Linked DNA regions of Ovis aries: region 1 is linked to region 2. A link is a contact called in public Hi-C data. All regions are on one chromosome and are shown on one strand. The core of a region is the stretch at or near the end of the contact, and the rest is flanking DNA. Distances in the headings are between cores, read along the strand shown. Region 1 holds the start of MAGI3 (membrane associated guanylate kinase, WW and PDZ domain containing 3). Region 2 has its middle 72 kb from the start of LRIG2.

Region 1 (2,823 bases), core at 258-2,757, 220 kb before region 2:
AAATTCCATAAAATCAAAGATTTACAAAAGATTTTACTCCGGGAGGCACCTAGACCTTCCTTCGAAACCCAGACTACTCAACAGCTCCCTGAAAAAATACACCATTCTGCCACAAATCGCATATTGTACACCGTCGGTGCACAGACACCTGAACCACCTGAGCTGACAAGAGTTAGGCTGTCAGCTCCGAGGTGTTGCTAGTGTACAAGAAACACTGAAGCAGCTAAGCTCTCTCAGGTACACTAGGCGGTAACCTTGGCACCAAGTGCCTTAGCAATAAAGATCTTTTCCTCTATAAGAAAATGCATTAAGACTGTTCCAAAGAATATGCTACAATCCTGAGAACCTCGTCCACAAAGGAGAACAGAAAAACGCTGGGTTTTCCTCTAGTCAAAAACTGCGGCGGGAGATGGAGCTACGAACTAAGGAAACCCAGCTTCTGGTGGCAATCCTGTGACAGCTAGCAGAGCAGCCCGCCCAAGCCAGAGCTCAGTTTTCCTACCCGCAAAATGGGAATCAGCACCGCCACCCCTCCCCGTTGACAGGGAGTCCGGCACACCCTGGAGGTTCAGGGTTACCCTGGATGATAAGCGGTGGGGTGGGGCTGCCGCTCCTCAGACACCCACCCCGGACTCCCCCCACTCCGCAACAGAAAGACAGGGCCGGCGTACCTGGCTTCACAGTCTTGAGACGGATGGGCTCGCGGAAGTGGCGAATGACAGCCAGGGTGTCCCGGTTGGTGAGCCCGCTGACAGGCGTCCCGTTCACCTCCAGCAGCACATCCCCGGGGCTGGGCGCCTTGCCCGAGACGACGCAGCAGGTGCCCCCGCCGGGGTCCTCGCGGAGCCGCCCCAGGTAGGGGAACTCGCCACGCTCCGCACCTCCCCGGATCTCAGCGCCCAAGTCGCCCGGGGCCCCGGCCCAGGACACCGCGCACTCCTGCACCTTGCTGAGCCAGTGCTTCTTCTTCTTCAACGTCTTCGACATCACGAACCCCGCTGCACCATGGGGGAGACCCCGCGCGGGCGGCGGGGGCGCCGCTCTGGCCCCCTCTCAGCCTGGGGGCCCCGGGCGGCCCGCGCAGCCCGGCGAGGGGGGCCTCGCCGCTCCGGCGTCCCCCTCGCCGACCACAGCCCGCTGGGGGCCGGGCCGCTCCGAACCCCAAGACGCCCCTCGGACACCTCTCCCGGCGGCGATCTCCGGGTCTGACCGGGCTCCGCGAGGGCCACCCGGGTTAGGCTGAAGAAAGGAAAAGGGGATTGTCCCCAGGCGGCTCCAGAGGGGTTTCGGGCGGGGTCACAGCCGACGGCTGGCCCCCAGGCTCCGCGCGGGAGCGGCGGGAAAGGCAGAAGCAGGGGGGCGGGGAGGTGAAGCGGGAGAGCCGGAACCGGGAAAAATCCGTCGGGGGCGAGCAGAAGCGCGCGTAGACCCGTCGCAGGATCGATCGTGGCCGCTGCGGAGCTGGATCACGGAGACCAACGCCTGCCCAAGCTGCCAGGAAACTGCCGCTTTCAAACCCGCCGCAACCTCCTCCTCCTCCCTCTTCCCTTCCCCCCGCCCTCGCCCATCCCTCATCCAGAGCCCCGCCCCCTCCCGCCGCGCGGCGCCCGGCGCGCTGCCGTCACGGGCCAGGCGCTTGGGAAGGAGCCCAAGCACTCGACACCCTCGTTGAAGATTGGCCCTGGGAGGAAAGCGGGCGGATCCCCGACGAGAATGCTAACCACCGATTGGCTGATGGAAGTGAAGGAGGCGGGCACTAGGATGACTGAAGTTTAAAGAGGGTGGAAGAAAGTTTCAAGAGTCAGGGAGAGCAAGGAGGGGCAGGGGAGTGGGACTGGCTCCAGAACGCAGGGCCGAGAGAGGCCCTCGGTGCGGCGGCCCTAGCAAGGAAAAAACTTGGATAGAAGAGCTGCCGAACTCCCCGAGGTGGAGGCATGGCTGGAGGGCTGGGTGGGGTAGGGGCGGAGCCTGGGCGCCTGTCTTCTCGGGGCACTGAGACTAGCTGGGGTACTTTGGAGGGCAGGCGTTGTGCTGAGTCCGAGGACAGAGGTGGCAGAGCCTCGGGGTAGCCAGTTACAGCCGACCACTTAAAGTGAGTCAACGTTTCTCGTTCGTTCATTTCTTCAGCAAAAGTTATTATCCTTTGAGGCAAAGACTCCGGAGTCTGGTTGATGGAAGGTAATACAGAGTCCTGCATACCGCTGTGTGACCTCAAATTGGACAACCTCTCTGAGCCACAGCATCTTCGGCTGATAAGTGGAGATAATTATACCCTCCCAAGTTGTTGTACAAGAGTTTGAGCAAGCTCCAGGAGTTGGTGATGGACAGGGAAGCCTGGCGTGCTGCAGTCCATGGGGTCACAAACTGTCGGACACGACTGAGCGACTGAACTGAAGTTGTTGTAAAGATTACATGAGGTACCTATAAAATATCAGTATAGTGCCTGGCAGGGAGTAGGTACTTCTTACCATTGTGCTAGAATACTGAGGTTCAAGAGTGAGGAAAACGCAAGTCCTGTTCTCAAGGAGATCACAGGCTAGTAGAAGAGACTGACAAGCCTGCTGGGGGCGGGAGGGGGAGGAGGCGGAGGGGGCGGGGGCAGGGCGGGGGTGGAGGAGGAAGATGGGCTATAATGTGGATTAGGAACCAGCTAGCAAACCTGGGCTGGCATCCTGGCATGCTACTTACTTGCTATCTGACCTTGACCAAATCTCAGTTTCAAGTTCACTCACCTGTAAAGGAGGTGGAGAGAGAACTTACAGTGAATAAAGGACATGTTAGGCCCATCCAGCACTAATTTTTCACCACCTCTTCTTAAGCTTT
Region 2 (2,700 bases), core at 11-2,510:
AAGACCCCACGTGCCTCAACTAAGACCTGACACAGCCAAAAATAGGTGGTTTTTGTTTTGTTTTGCTGTTGTTGGTTTGTTTTGGCTGCGCTGTGCAACTTACAGAATCTTAGTTCCCCAACCAAGGATTGAATCTCGGCCCTCCGAAGTAAGAGAGTGGAGGTCTAACCATTGGACTGCCAGGGAATTCCTGACAGAAGGGTTTTGATAGATGGGAAGCTCAGAGAGCCTAGCATGCCCTCACGCTTCTAAGGAAGGACACACAAAGGCCAGTCACTCCTCCAGACTCACTCAGATCTGCTGGTGTGCCCTTGACAGATGGTCGACTGGGGCTCCAGGGCCTGAGCCAGATTATAGTGTTCATGTTCTTTAACGCCAGACATGGAGACAGATCTGCATGGGTCCCTGTAAAAGCAACCTATATTTTTTACTAGAAAAGCATGTGATGTAATTAGTAGTGCAGCAATGTTGCTGGTCCTAGGAGCCTGAAACCCTGCTCTCTGCACTGGACTCTACTACTGTCCCTTGATTTGGTTTCTTCAACTGTAAATATTCATTCAGTAAACAATTTTGAGCACCTCTCTGTGTGAAGTACCACATGCTAAACTTTGAAATCACCAAGTTGGATTCGGTAGTTGGCCCCCAAAGATTTATTTACTGGCAGAGACAGACAGGGAAAGGGGTCTCAGGGAAGGCCCCACTCTGGAGGGCTGCACCCTGCCCCTCCTCACTGGGAGTCAGTAAGCAGCAAGTGAGATCACACCGCGAAAAGTGCTTGGTAAACAACAGAGGGTGAGAATGAGGTGTGCAGGGAGGAGGGAAGGGCTGTAACCCGGGAACTGTCTGCAATGTCTGGAGACCTTGGGCAGGCAGCTGACCAAGAGTGCTCAGTTTGAGGCTGGAAACCTGAGTGAGGCCTCCTGGATGTGAGGGGACCAAACCTGAAGCCCTTGAGTCGCTGTCCCAGCAGGCTGAACTCAAACCCTGCAACCTGGCCGAGCTTCTCTGGGCTCTGCCCGGCAGGAACTTAGACCCGTGTGATGTTGCCTGGGACTAGGTGCTTTTGCGGCATTGCTCCACCAACGACCTCTTCTGGGTCGTAGCTTGAATGTGACAAAGGCCAGGTCACCCCGCTATTGTGCATCCCATGAAGCCCGATTCCCACGAATCCCCTTATATAATGAATATCTTCAAGAAACACAGGCCCTAGGTGACGCCAGTTACTACCATTCTCTGTGCTAACGCGCCACCTAGAGGTCAGCTCTAGCTCAAACGATTGTGTGGGTTCTCACCATTTGCCTCCGCCCGGAAGAGGTGGAAAAGAAATGTTCAAAGGACTAAAAAGCAAGAAAACGGCAAGTGATGACAGGCAAGAGGACCCCATCATTCCTCCACCAGGCCCCCTGTCACTTGCTGATGAGATAATCAAGGGCTAAAATGTCTCAGCTTCTCACGGGACAGGGTTTCCTCTATGACTAGAGACCAGTGTGAGAATGTCACTGTATCTCATACTCTAAACTCTAGATCTGAAGAGCAAACAGGCCAAGAAAACCTTCCAGTTTGCCCTGCAGCCTAGACCCCAGTCCATCTGCTCCTCCTCTCCTACCCTAAAGTTTAGACTCTCTGTCTAGCTTGGGAAAATAGTTTTTCAGCAGATGAGCCCTCCTCTTAGGAAGAGTTTGCTGATGCTGCTTACATTTCTGGGAGCAGCTACCCTACGCTGAGCATGAACACACATTTATCGTGGGCCATTTACTCAGAAGTAGCTGGATGAATCTACAGAGGCATCAAAGATAAGCCAATACTTCAAAATCAGCACAGAGTTTTTTTTTTTTTTCTAAAGAAAATCCAAGCCAGATGGTAGTAGAGTATCAAGAAAAGTAAGCCAAAGCTCCCAAACTGAGCAAGGATCCCTTTTTTAAACACTCTTACTTTAGGTTTTTCTCTTCAATCTTTTGCCAGACCTGCAATTTAGTTTCCTACTACTACTAAGCTTTTTGAACTCAAATATAATTGGAAAACAAGATACATAAAATATTCAAGCTCCCATTATCCATCAAAGTGTCCTAGTTGATGCTGCTTGGAGATAGCACTATGTTTAGTATCCATGGAATGCCCACAGAGCTTCTGGGCATCTTTGCCTGCAAGAAGCTTCTGGTCGTTCTTCACACCAAGGACAATTCAAACATGGGGTAAACGCTGAGGAGCCTTAGGCAAACTAGAATGATGTTTTGAATCTATTTTTAAAAAGCTATAGTTGTTTGTCATGGATAAAGTGCAGTCCGCTGACTGGCTGAAGGAGCCAGAGAAAGTGAAGTTGAAATTTCCCTTCACCTATACTCTCAACTAAGGTGGATGAACTGAATTCCCAGGTGGTACAGTGGTAAAAAATCTGCCTACCAATGCAGGAGATGCAAAAGACTTGGGTTCAGTCCTCTGGGTCAGGAAGATCCCCTGGAGGAGGTAATGGCAACCCACTCCAGTATTCTTGCCTGGACAATTCCATGGACAGAGGAGCCTGGTGGGCTTCAGTCATGGGGTCACAAAGAGTTGGACAAGACTGAGCAACTGAACACACACACATGCTAGTTTGCTTCTCCTGGTAGCAACAATTCACTCAGTGCTCACAGCAATCTTGATGGGAGATCCTGAGATGAGTAGTGTTATCATTGCTGTCTTTTGGAGAAAGAAACAGAGGCT

The links. Hi-C and Micro-C count contacts between places; a contact is called where the count stands out from the background.
Region 1: a Hi-C map of liver shows a contact between it and region 2, with 3 times the contacts expected there. The contact joins the promoter of MAGI3 here to the enhancer-like site in region 2. A contact is called at or near these places in 3 of 16 Hi-C or Micro-C datasets (liver and tail adipose tissue).

Annotation. Positions count from the first base shown.
Region 1 is chr1:90,752,561-90,755,383 of ARS-UI_Ramb_v3.0, reverse strand. MAGI3 (membrane associated guanylate kinase, WW and PDZ domain containing 3) reads right to left here and starts at 1,507. Exons shown (of 21, transcript XM_060412922.1): 1 at 672-1,507. The coding sequence starts at 987. It overlaps LOC105609244 (a long non-coding RNA gene), which reads left to right and starts at 1,804. Exons shown (of 7, transcript XR_009599963.1): 1 at 1,804-1,926; 2 at 2,128-2,417.
Region 2 is chr1:90,535,316-90,538,015 of ARS-UI_Ramb_v3.0, reverse strand. No RefSeq gene overlaps it. Among named protein-coding and RNA genes, the nearest start is that of LRIG2, 72 kb to the right of the region's middle. Within about 2 kb of position 1,260, at least 19 of the 54 cell types and tissues checked have an H3K27ac peak or open chromatin away from gene starts, as enhancers often do. A contact at or near this core is called in liver, where this site is marked.